2 separate regions of the Zea mays genome follow, and region 1 is linked to region 2. The links are chromatin contacts, called in public Hi-C maps. All regions are on one chromosome and are shown on one strand. Each heading gives the region's core, a stretch centred on a gene start, on an enhancer-like site or on the middle of the called end of the contact. The rest is flanking DNA. Distances are from core to core; before and after follow the strand shown. Region 1 holds the start of LOC103650547 (protein MODIFIER OF SNC1 1). Region 2 holds the start of LOC100381433 (Boron transporter 1).

What was found. A called contact is a pair of places that touch in the nucleus more often than the background predicts.
Region 1: a contact with region 2 is called in a Hi-C map of leaf, with 6 times the contacts expected there. The contact joins the promoter of LOC103650547 here to the promoter of LOC100381433 in region 2. A contact is called at or near these places in 13 of 25 Hi-C or Micro-C datasets (bundle sheath, ear, endosperm and 4 more).

What each region holds. Positions count from the first base shown.
Region 1 is chr3:129,741,972-129,747,983 of Zm-B73-REFERENCE-NAM-5.0, reverse strand. LOC103650547 (protein MODIFIER OF SNC1 1) reads right to left here and starts at 4,349. Exons shown (of 9, transcript XM_008676125.4): 1 at 3,753-4,349. The coding sequence starts at 3,784.
Region 2 is chr3:129,610,994-129,617,038 of Zm-B73-REFERENCE-NAM-5.0, reverse strand. It overlaps LOC100381433 (Boron transporter 1), which reads right to left and starts at 3,459. Exons shown (of 12, transcript NM_001174274.1): 1 at 3,061-3,459; 2 at 2,783-2,865; 3 at 2,498-2,690; 4 at 2,263-2,401; 5 at 1,628-1,793; 6 at 1,307-1,473; 7 at 1,033-1,206; 8 at 848-943; 9 at 621-761; 10 at 205-524; 11 at 1-12. The coding sequence starts at 3,164.

The DNA of each region.
Region 1 (6,012 bases), core at 3,100-5,599, 130 kb before region 2:
CAGCTTTCTTGTCCTGGTACTCATGCTCAGAACAGTGTTGCTAAGTGCAAGCATCATCATCTTCTTGAGACTGCTTGCGCTCTCATGCTTCTTCTGTTCGCCCTCACTCTGGGCTGAAGTTGTCTCTAGGCTGTCTCTACTGCCACTTATTTGACTAACATTCAGCCTTCGCTCTTTAGGGTGGCATTCCTTTTAAGCGCCTTTAGCAAGATGCTTGATTACTCCAGCCTTTATCTTTTTGGCAATGTGTGTTATGTGCTTCTTGCAGATCACAAGCGCTCTAGGCTGACAGCGCAGTCTGTTGAGTGCATCTTCCTTGGGTACAATACTGAGCATAAGGGTTATCGTTGCTGGAATCTAGTTGCTCATCGGATGTGGAATTTCCGAGATGTTGTCTTAACTGAGACTCGTCCTTTCTACCCTCGTCCTTCTTCTAAAGCTTCCTTTGCATCTTTGGTTGATCCTCTGTCTTTCATGTCTATCCCTGATTCTGCTATAGCAAGTGTGCCACTCTCCCGCCTACCACCTCCAGTTGTGTCTCCTCCTCCTCATGTGCCCTCGTATGTTGCGCCTCCTTCTATGTCCACGTCTTTGTCTTCTTCAGAGACTTCTGTTCTAGTTCCCGAGTCCCGACTACACTATCAAGCCTCCTGTGACACAGGTCTATACACAACATCGTTCTTTGACTACTCCATCGCCTTCCTCTGGTGTGTCTGCTTCTCTAGTTTCAGTCTCCCCTACTGATTCATCTTCTTCGGTTGGGCCATATTTTGGTGATAACTCTCCGAAGCTGATTACTCGTCATAGTCTTCGTACTCGTCAGCCTGTAGATCGCTATGGTTTTGGCCCTGTTTACATGGCAGGGTTTTGCTAGATCTGTTCTTTCTGAGCCGACTTCCTATCGTGATGCTGTTATTCGTCCTGAATGACAACTTGCGATGTCTGAGGAGATTGCTGCTCTTGAGAGTACTGGCACTTAGGAGATTGTTCCTCATCACCCTCATGTTTGGCCTACCACATATAAGTGGGTTTATAAGGTTAAGACTTGCTCCGATGGTTCTCTTGAGCGTTACAAAGCTCGTCTTGTTGCTCATGGCTTCCAGCGAGAACATGGTCGTGATTATGATGAGACTTTTGCTCTATTGCTCACATGATTACTGTTCACAACTTCACACCCTTCTTGTAGTGGCTTCTGTTCATGAGTGGTATATCGATCATGTTGATGTCAAAAATGTCTTTCTTAATGGTGAGTTGCGTGAGAAGGTTTACATGTAGCCACCACCTGGGTATTCTATTCCTGTGGGCGATGGTTTGTTGGCTTTGTCATTCCCTTTAGGGTTGATTTGGTGACCCGGGATCCCGGGAGGATTAGAGGGGATTGAGGGGGAAATTAGTTTATTTCCCCCTCAATCCCCTCCAATCCTCCCAGGATCCCCTGGTCACCAAATCAACCCTTATGGTCTCAAGCAAGCTCCTCAGGCTTTTTCAACGTTTTGCTTCTGTGATCACTCCTGTTGGTTTTTCTGCCAGTACTCATGACCATGCTTTGTTTGTGCACGCATCATCTCATGGTAGGACTAGTGGTGGTAATGGGCACTAAATTTTACACTATAAAATTTAAGGATCGGATAAGGATCAGGCTCTATTTCTATTCATTTTTTAACTATTATTATTTAAGGGCTCAAACAAATTGTGAAGAAATATTAGGATCGTGATCCATTACCACCCCTAGGTAGGACTCTTCTTTATGTTGACGACATGATTATTATAGGGGATGATTCTCAATGCATTGCCTTTGTCAAGGTGTGTCTTAGTGAGCAGTTTCGTATGTCTGATCTTGGTCATCTTCGGTATTTTCTTGGGATTGGGGTTTCCTCTACTCCAAAGGGCTTCTATCTCTCTCAGGAGAAATACATTCAGGGGCTTCTTGATCAAGCTTCGTTATTGATCACCGCACTGTTGAAACTCCCATGGAGCTCAACGTTTGTCTTCATGCCACTTGCCACTGATAGTGAGCCTCTTTCAGATCATACTCGCTATCGTCATATTGTTGGTAGCCATGCCTTGATGTTACTCGTTTTGATATCTCGTACTCTGTGTATATTCTAAGTCATGAGTCGGTTTGTCTATGCCCCCGCTCAGCTTCAATAGTCAATACAATCATCTTCGTGTTCTACGTTATCTTCGTGAAACTATCTCTCGTCGTTCGTTATTTCCTTGCTCTAGCTCCTTGCAGCTTCATGCCTATTGTGATACGACTTGGGCTAGTGATTCCTCGGATCGTCGAGCACTTTCTTCTTATTGTGTTTTTCTTGGTGGTTCCCTCATTGCGTGGAAGACTAAGCAGCAGCTAGCAGTTTCCCATTCGAGCGTAGAAGCTGAGTTGCGTGTTATGTCTCTTGCGATGGCAGAGGTGACTTGGCTATGGTGGTTGCTTGTTGATTTTGGTGTTTCTGTGTCTATATCGACTCCTCTTTTGTCTGACAGTACAAGTGCTATTAATATTACTCATGATCTGGTGAAGCATGGGCTTACTCAGTATATTGGTGTTGATGCTTATTATACATGAGCATAGGATGATGCCATTGGTCTTTGATATGTGTCTTGAGTTTCAGTTGGCTGATTTCTTCACCAAGGCATAGACCAGAGATCAGCATCAATTCTCTCTCTAAACTCAATGTGATTGATCCACCTTGAGTTTGAGGGGATGTTAGATGTGTATTTATGTTTTCATGTATTTTTCCATTGTTTAAGGGATTTAGTGCATATTTACCTTCATGGGTCGGTGTATATATATTGGCCTTAGGGCCTCATGTTTAATGCAAGTGCTATTAATAGCAATGTTATTATACAAACATTAAATTTGGGATTCTCAACTTAAATATTATTTCCTCTTATCACAAATGTAAGTCCATTTAGGACTGTCGTAAGACAGCCTTTTTTCAATTTTTACTGGTAATATATTAATATATATATATATATATAATTATCCTAATGAGAAGAGTTATATATTCTAAAGTAGTTTTCACAATGAATCTGCTAGTTTCAATCTTCTGTTGAAAAATTTAAACCGATGGTAAAGATAAGAATAAAGTTTGACATGACAAAGACAAACCTAGAAGAACTTATAGTTGTGATCAGAGGTTAGTACAAATAGAGGCATAGAGCATCCAAGCTTTTTACTAACCACACCATAAAATCACAAATAGATGACACAGAAAAATTAAGCAAAAAAACAGAAGGGGTGACTTAAATATGAAAAAAAACGTAAGCAAACTATCAAGAGAGGAGGACCATCTGCACAAGATCGTAAGCAGAAATCCAGAATTTCCAGGACGAGCTCACAGCACAGATCATAAATCACTGCATCATTTAACAGTCTCTGGTGTTGTCCACGCAAGTTGGATTACTGGACACATCCAATGTCCAAACCAACAAAACCTTCATATAATTCTCACAAATAAAACACTTTGGTCCTCACATGATGACACAAGTGCCACACCAGCTGAGCTCTGTAGCTCTATTGAGCCGATTGGCCAGCAGCTCAGTATCAAACCCAAACATCCAAAAGCTAGCATCTATACCTCTCCGACACCCCCACTCCCCCACACCAAACAAATACTTTTTCTATTTCTTTAAGAAAAAAGCCACACGTATCAATGCACATGCACTACACGATCAGACCAGAATTGCGAATGAAAAGATAGGAAAATAATTGTATCGTTTGGGAGCGTGGGATGGAGATCACGAACCTCCTGTCCGTGGTAACCAGGCTCGAGGCCATGGTCCCACTTCCCCGCAAAGCAGCTCCCCCGCGGAAACCACCTCTCTAATTCCCCGGTGTTGAATCGAGCGGAACCAACTGCGGAGCGAGATCGAGGTATCTGGGACCGCCTCCAAGGAGGCGCGGGGAGGCAGGGGAACGCCGAAACCCTAGGCGGTCGAACGGACGGAGCGATCAGGGGGGATGGGGTTCGCTCGATCAGCAGCGTAGGACGCGATGGGGGTGCCGGAGCAGGAAGGGGGAAACGGGTCCTCGTCGCCCTGCCGGTCCGGCGAGCGGCGGGGGAGACAATGACAGGTGGGGCCGCTCGTCAGAGTTGGAGGCGGAATGACGAGGCGACGCGGGGAGGGGAAGAGGGAAGGTTGGGGAGGCGCTCGTGAGAGCGATAATGAAGGATCTGGGAGGACGGACGCGTGGCGTGGCGGGAGTGGACGTGGGGACGGAAGCCCGTGCTCTCGTGGCACAGATGTCAAAGGAAACCACGTGGCGGAACAGGAGCGGAGGAGATCTGTAAATGGTGTGGCTTCAGGGAGCATAGGATCCGGTGTCCGGCTTGGGGGTGAATGAATTTGGCTGGCCACGTCGAACCCCATGATTTGGACGTTCCGTGCGACCCAAGGATATCAAAGAGGCGATAGTTTAATACTCCTTGCGTTGCAAGTTTGCTACCAATACCGTTTTGAGCAACTATCTTATCTTTTATTTTAGGAACAATTGAATCTATACCATTAAAAGATCCAAACTTTAGATATATACCATGGACCCCACATGTCATTGACTCATGTGGACCCACATGTAAGTGAGATAGTAATGGTATGGATCCAAAGTAGTGATCTTTTAATGGTATGGATCCAAATTTCCCTTTATTTTATTCTATATTTAAACTTTACTTTAAAAATAGTTTAACTTACAGTATAGCTTTTTATTTTACACGATATATCGTTGACAACTAAATAGTAATGGCACAAATCCTCGTTCATCCTTTTTCCTTTTTATAGCTAGGTGTTTGTATGTTGCGACGACATCTATATATAATAAAGTAGACCTTGTTTAAATGTAGTTGTGAAACGCGTTCTAAAACTTTGTTGTCTTTGTCCATATGTGTGAATCCTATCTATGCATTACTTCTTTCTTTCATTTGTTTCAACACCTCTTATTCGTATGTCCAGGGCCGGCCCTGAGCCTATGCGAGGGAGGCGACGGCCGGGGGCCCAAAACTATTAGGGGTCCAATATTTAGTATCTATAACACCATATAATACACCAGTTTACACTTTACAAAACACATCCAACCAAATAATCCACACACATATAATATTTACGAAATCCATCAAACAAATTGCACCTATATTTAACATAACATCAAAATTAACGGTTCAGATCGTTGAATAACATCATATATTTTGCTCACTCAAATCAAATGAACAATATTATTTGATCATCCTTTAGCCCTCCCCTCCTCGCATCCCCACCGCCATCAATCCCTCCCCTCGCGTCACCACCGTCATCGTTCACCCCTCTCCTCTTTACAGGAACGTAGCGTTAACACGGATTATATGCTAGTAGTAAAATAGTATATGTAGCCAACAGGGCGGGAGGGCTGGGCACATGGATGCCCGGCGCACACGGACAACGTGGCACGCGTTGCCCACTGCTCAGTCGTCACGCTCATGTCCCTGAGCGTCTATGAGACCACACCCTCCACACGATCGTCGTTCGCCATCTCACCGATCCAACCCTCCAGGATTCCAGGGAGCTGGGCATCACTGCGCTAGCCTCCAGACATGCATAGTCGAGCAATCAGAATTTATGTTATTCAACGACTGTCGTTCTTATTTTTCAACCTGCGAAGTGCTAATTTGTACCGACGTATATTTTCTAGCTTCTTAGATTTTTTAAAAAACTAATTTCAATACACATCATCATTTATTTACGAAGCATTAATATGCCCCGCTGCATAATATAGATTTTTTATAGTCTAGAGGGCTGTCGGTGTTTTGGGTCCGACCGCACACCCGGGGTTGCCCCTCAAGGTGTTTTTTAGGAGTAGGACGGTGTTACCGACTGTAGCTCAATGGTTCGTGCCGGGTGCACGAGAAATAGTAAACAATGGTTTACAGGTTCGGGCCGCTTTGAGATGCGTAATACCCTACATCCTGGCGAGAATGCTTTATGTGATTGGTTACAAGGGAGCTCTCTAGTGCGGGAAACGTAGAGAGTTGAGGTGGA
Region 2 (6,045 bases), core at 2,210-4,709:
TCTTCAAGCACCCTGGGAAATATTTACAGTACAGTATAATAATAATTTCAGTCTCCCGAAGCAGCTACATTAACAGTATTTAGCATAATATATTCTTCCTTGCATCCATCGGATCATGTTTTTTGTGCAGTTTGTGGATTTGCCAAAAAAAAAAACAGAAGCAGAGGTGCCAAAGAGTAATATTTTGAGACAAATTAAACATACTTGTATCTTCTGCTGGGAGCAGTGAAGAGCAGCAAGATCCTTTCCCAAAACTGGTTACCAGGCAAGCTCTCAATGGCCATGAAGGCAAAATAGCCCCAGAGGACAGATGTAGGGATCTTCTTGAGTAGTGGCATAGCAGCGACACAACCACCCACCATGGAAGCCTGTAGCAAGTTGCTCAAGCGCTGCTCCTTGACCTCAATGGGAAGCAGATCATCAATTTCTTTCTCTATGTCAAAGACTGTCTCATCAACTGGTGCATCAATGTTACCCATACTCGAAGCTAGCTGGACTGTTGAGTCCTTGAGCTCATTTAAGCCCTGTATTTTTTTTTTGAAAAGGTGTAGAAAAATGTCATATAACCAAATCATCTGAATAGATATGAACTACTAAGTTTTGGGCAATAGAACACATACTCTTCTGACAGACTGTTGCTGATAAACCAGTGGTGTCTGCATCTGCTGATAAGCATCCTGCATGCTGCCATACAGTTGGCTCAAGCTCGCATTCTGGCTCATGCTCTTTCGTGCAGTGGCTACTAGCCGGTTACGAAGCAGCTGAACAGAAATGCTTGCCATTTGAGTGAGAAATCAGATATCCAGATGGTATTCTGAAGTACTATTTAAAAACTTCCATAACTCACCTGATGCTTGAGAGTAGCCAAACTCTTCGTGTGCATGGGTGATTGTGGAATGACACCATTTGATGGAGGGATACCAATAAGGCCACACATTAACGTCTATTGTTCAAACACTGATGTTATTGAAATGTATAGAAAACACCAAAACTTAGTACTCAAGAATTAGAATTATGCACATCTGGGCATACCAGGAAGCCTAAGAGAAGCAAATCATAGTGGAAGGATGGAGGTTTCCTCAAATTGAACTCTTTCTGCTGAGCAAGCTGAGATGCAACGCTATGATCGAAGTAGTAGAGAACAGCAATCATTGTTGCTGGTATGAAGGCACCAATGATGTAGAGGAGTGGAACTTGTGTCATATCCTGCTCATTTGGTTTATGTCGAAAAAAATAATCGATAAGCAACGATGTTTCACATCAATAAAAACAATATTTTAGAATCCTTCTGTGAATGTTTGAGTACCTTGATGACTGTCCAGTTATCGTATGCACCAGGGGACCATGGATTAGGACTGAAAAGGCGTCGCGGAATTGCTTTTGGTACATTTCCATATGGTATGTAAGACACTCCAGTCCAAACTAGCACCATCAGTGGAACACCATAGTCAGCGATGAAGCCACGCAGCCAACCTAGGTATAAGAGTATTATCATCAGAAATTTGGTATTGGACTAAGTGAGGTGCTTCACACTTTCACAGTCATAAGCAACACAAAGGATCAAGGGAGAGAGTTATATATAGTTCTCATAGCATCTGCAGGACAGGTTCAGTTTTCAGATGCATACCTGCTCCATAGCGCCATGACCGTGCCTTCCTGCTCCTCAGGGCAGTGAGTAAAAGGCCAAACGACAACACAATTGCAAACATTCCGTTGGCAAACCGCCATGATGGAACAAACTCTAGCGCCTTTCGGTCTTCCCTCTCAGGAATGCGGAACTCATCGATAAGTCCCTGTGCCCATCACAGACTGGTGAGCTTACACATCCAGATGGCCACAGAGAAGTCAACTTGCAAATTACTTTGGTACATATGAATTTATGACATTTTTAAAATATTTCTAAGGAACATTTTTTCCAGAAAAACACCATTTATTTTATAAAGAAGCATTCTTAATTTTATCTACTTCTGTTCCAAACCGAGAACACTGAAATATTTGGTTGCAGTAGTGACCAATGGCACAAAAGCAGAAGCTGGAGACACCTTCACATCTCCATTGGCTTCCATGTGCTTTTCAGCACTTGCACATGCCTTTGACCAACCTACTCGATTCTCCACTAGTTAGTTGCATTCAGACTGACTGGAGTACTATGCAATCTGGAGAGGCAAGGTAACTGGAGTTTGCCTTAAAAAAGTTTCTGCATCAGCATAAGGTTAAGCAGCAAATGGCTTGAAACCGAAAAGCCCTGCAGCTTTCACCAACCTTGATAGCCTGCTGCATGAAGAGCATAGCGATCAGAAGCCCAAACAGCTCGCCAGCGACGCGGGTGAACCGGTTGATGATGGAGCACGCGCCTAGTATGGCCAGCAAGAAGAGTAGGATGGCAGTCCACACGCAAACCCTGCACGCGTACATGACACACGGCAAGGATCAGCTGAAACAACGTCCAAATCTGCAATAGAATTCTCAGCCAGCACACACAGCAAGGATGACCTACCAACCGGTCCAGGCCAGGAACAGACTCCGCCCGAGGTCGGGCCTGTCCTTGGCGAAGCTGAACATGAATGTGTACATGAGCACCGTCGGTTCGGCGACTCCCAGGATCAGCAGCGGCTGCCCTCCCACGATGGAGTGGATTACGCCGCACAGCGCAGTGGATGCCAACGTCTGCACTGCCGTGAGGACTCCATCTGCTCACAAAATAAGCTCCTCTGCTCACCCACTGTACTGACTGAAACTAACGCCACCAAGTACAAGTTTTGAATCCCCCTGTTTTATTTACCAGTGTTCCTCTCCAATTGCTCCCCGAACGATATGACCGGTATCGCGGACGCGAAGAATATGTAGGTCGTCGGCGCCAGGATCCTGAAACACTCCCAAAAAAGCACTCCTTTTCATTCAAGATCTTGGGGGCAGGCAAGAACAAACAAACTTGAGAACAGCAACAGAAGGACATCGCAGCCAGTTTCAAGGTTTTGGCGCCATAGTGGTGATACCGAACTTGTAATCCTAAACAGCACAATGCAAGATTGTTGCGAGCAAAGATTAGATTAGCCTTACCTGATACCGGCACGGAACCCTCCGGCCCAGTCCTGCTTGTAGCAGGCGAGCCTCCCGTGGAGGTCGTTCTTGATGCCCCGCAAGGGCACGAAGCTCTCCTCCATTGAAGGGCGTCGCTTTTTTCTCAGACACAAGAAGATCTGAGGATGTATTCTGGATGGTCTCCCACTCCGGGTGTGAAGTGAGGCCCTTGCTTACATCTTGCGGCGGATGGAGCAGGAAGAAACGCTACCGGTTTGGAATCTCGCGATGCATTTAGCGCGGGTCCATGGAGGGAGACGAAGGCCGAGGCTACGAACGGAAGGGGAGCATAGAGAGCACAGGAAGCGGGCTGATTGCCGACGAGGGAGAGAACGGCAAGGTCCAGAGAGAGAGAGAGAGCAGTAGAGCGAAAGGGAGGTAACCGCTACAGAGCAACGGAGTTGCGATAGAGGGCAGATATATAGGAAGTGGCAGGGGAGGGGCACACCACTGTCAATTCACAAAGAGAAATCTTGGTAGAAAAAAATTTAAAGCAAAAAAGTTATCTGAGGAAAAAAAATGCATTGCTCGAGAACTGTTGCAGCGAGTCTTGCTGAATGCTGAGCTCTGCGCACGCAAAGCAAAAGCACAAGAGGGCTCCAGTGGGGTGTGTCACTGGTGGGCTTTGTGATCATGTAACTGCTGCAGCAAGTGTCGGAGCTAATTTTATTTTATCTACCACTGTATTGTTAAGTTCAGAAGGAAAAGGAAAACCGGGGGAGGGGGGGGGGGGGGGGGGGGGGGGGTGGTCAGCAAGAGGACAAATAATAATTTTTTGGTTTTGTTCACTCGGATGGCAAGGCAGGGCCAGAATGCCAGGGCAGCTCTGGCTCAGCTGTCTGCTGTCCAGGGGAAGAGAAGGACCCAACGAGCTTCGCTATTACCAAATAAATATTACTAAATATTAGTTATTTTAGTATTTTGATAGATTTATACCATATTTAATATATGTGTTTTATATATATATCTAGATTTATTGACATCTGGTTGAACATATACATAATAAAATTTAACTGCTACGACGACTAATATTTTAACACAGACTAGTCGGTTGCCCGTGCGTTGCGACGGCTTATAACAATACCTATATATCTTATCAACAAAAAAATTTAAGATTTTTTATTGATCGTATCCGCTCTCCATATAATATTTTTTGATTTAGCTAACCGATGTTATTATTTACTCCATCCAATATGTCTTGGTACAACACGGTCAATGAAGTGAGCGATTAGAAGAAAGTTCACAACGACTGACTGAACAAACAAAGATTGTAAAATGACATAATTCCACAATACAGAGACCAAATAAGAGAAAGTTTGTGAGCTCAAGTTTCTAAAATAAGTCACATAAACTCAAACTTATAAAAAGATAGATCAAAATATGAAGTGTTTGCTAAAGTCAGGCATCAATAAAAACTGGATGCGCTCCATATAAATTATGCTACTTTGTAGCAATTACTAACATTTAAAACCAATAAATAACCTTTCATTTTACTGTTATTGTGACAAATTATTGTTGCTCCATCCAATTCAGCAACATCAAACACCATGAAGTCCATTGCGTCAATGTGGTCTCAGAAACGACCTAATGCTTGCAAGAGCCAAGAACGTCGTGCCGTGCTTGGGCTGTAGCCTCGGCCCGTAGTGCTGGTCCGGCTCGACACGATTATATATTTTTATTTTACAAAAAACGTATATAGATATATATAATTTATATTCAATATTAAAAACATTTGAGCATGATATTCTATTGGTTAGATAACTTTACCTAGTGTCTCCTACCCTTCTTTCATTAGGGCATGAGTTTGAATCCCATCTCCTGCACTATATTTTAACATTTTTACGCTAATTTAATCAAATGGGCCGACGGACTAACGGGCTGGCTCGGAACAGTCAGCAGGCCGGCATGACGTGCCTGGGCCAGAGTTGTGGCCCGCGCGCGTCTGGCCCGTGCCGGGCCGCCGTTTGGCCATTTATAGGCGTGCAACGGATTAATTTAAAATAGCTGTGAGGGGTTATTTGTAAAAAGATGACGCGCGACGACCGTTGAAACTGGTGCTTTAAGTATAGTATAGATAGAGTATTAGATTAATTGTAAAATACATTTTCATAGTTGATTCAGAGCCATAAATATGAATACAATTCATTAGAAATTTAGCCAAACGTAAACCACTTTAAATGGCACCGTATTATATTTTTTTTTCTTACAGAGGGAGTACCTCCAAATGGTGGATGACATCTCTAGGATTGACCACCAATGTTCTAAACCCTAAACATTCTTTACCACACCTGCTGCAGTTAATGTAAACTGCAAATTTAGTGCAAGTTCCTTCCACATGCATGCATGGAGATAGTAGTATCCAGGCTGAAACAAAATAAAGTAGAGGCTATTATATCATACTAGTAAGATGATCCACCTGTTATCTGCTACATGATCAGCCTCAAGTTGCCATCAGTGTGATGTGCACATGAATTATTAATCTTTTTTCTCCCTAATAATACGGTGCTTGTACAAGGTGACGGCGTTCCTTGAGACCTGCATCCGGTGTCATGTGTGCTGTGGAATCTTCCCATAAAACAAGAAACCAGGAACCCAAGAAATCTGAGGTTTGCTTCAGGCTTCAGCTGGGGTACCAGAAGAACAAGAGTTGACCTTACCTTTGTCCCAATGCAACATGCACGATTGTTGTCTTGGCGGAGGTAGTATTTAATTAGCAAGAGGCAGCATCTTTCTTACTGTTGCTTTGGTCTGGTGTTATCTGACGAATGTTTGTCTAATTGGCCATGCCGCCAGTTCTGCACTTCTGCTTCTCCAACCAAATGAATGTCTCCCGGATTAGATGGAGCTTGTGTTCTCCAATTTACAAGAGCTTAATTAATGCCCAAGATGATGTGGAAGCACAAATCCTGCTTGAAAAGGTAGGTCATGACAAGTTCCGTTCGATGCGGCTAATTAATCTGGTAA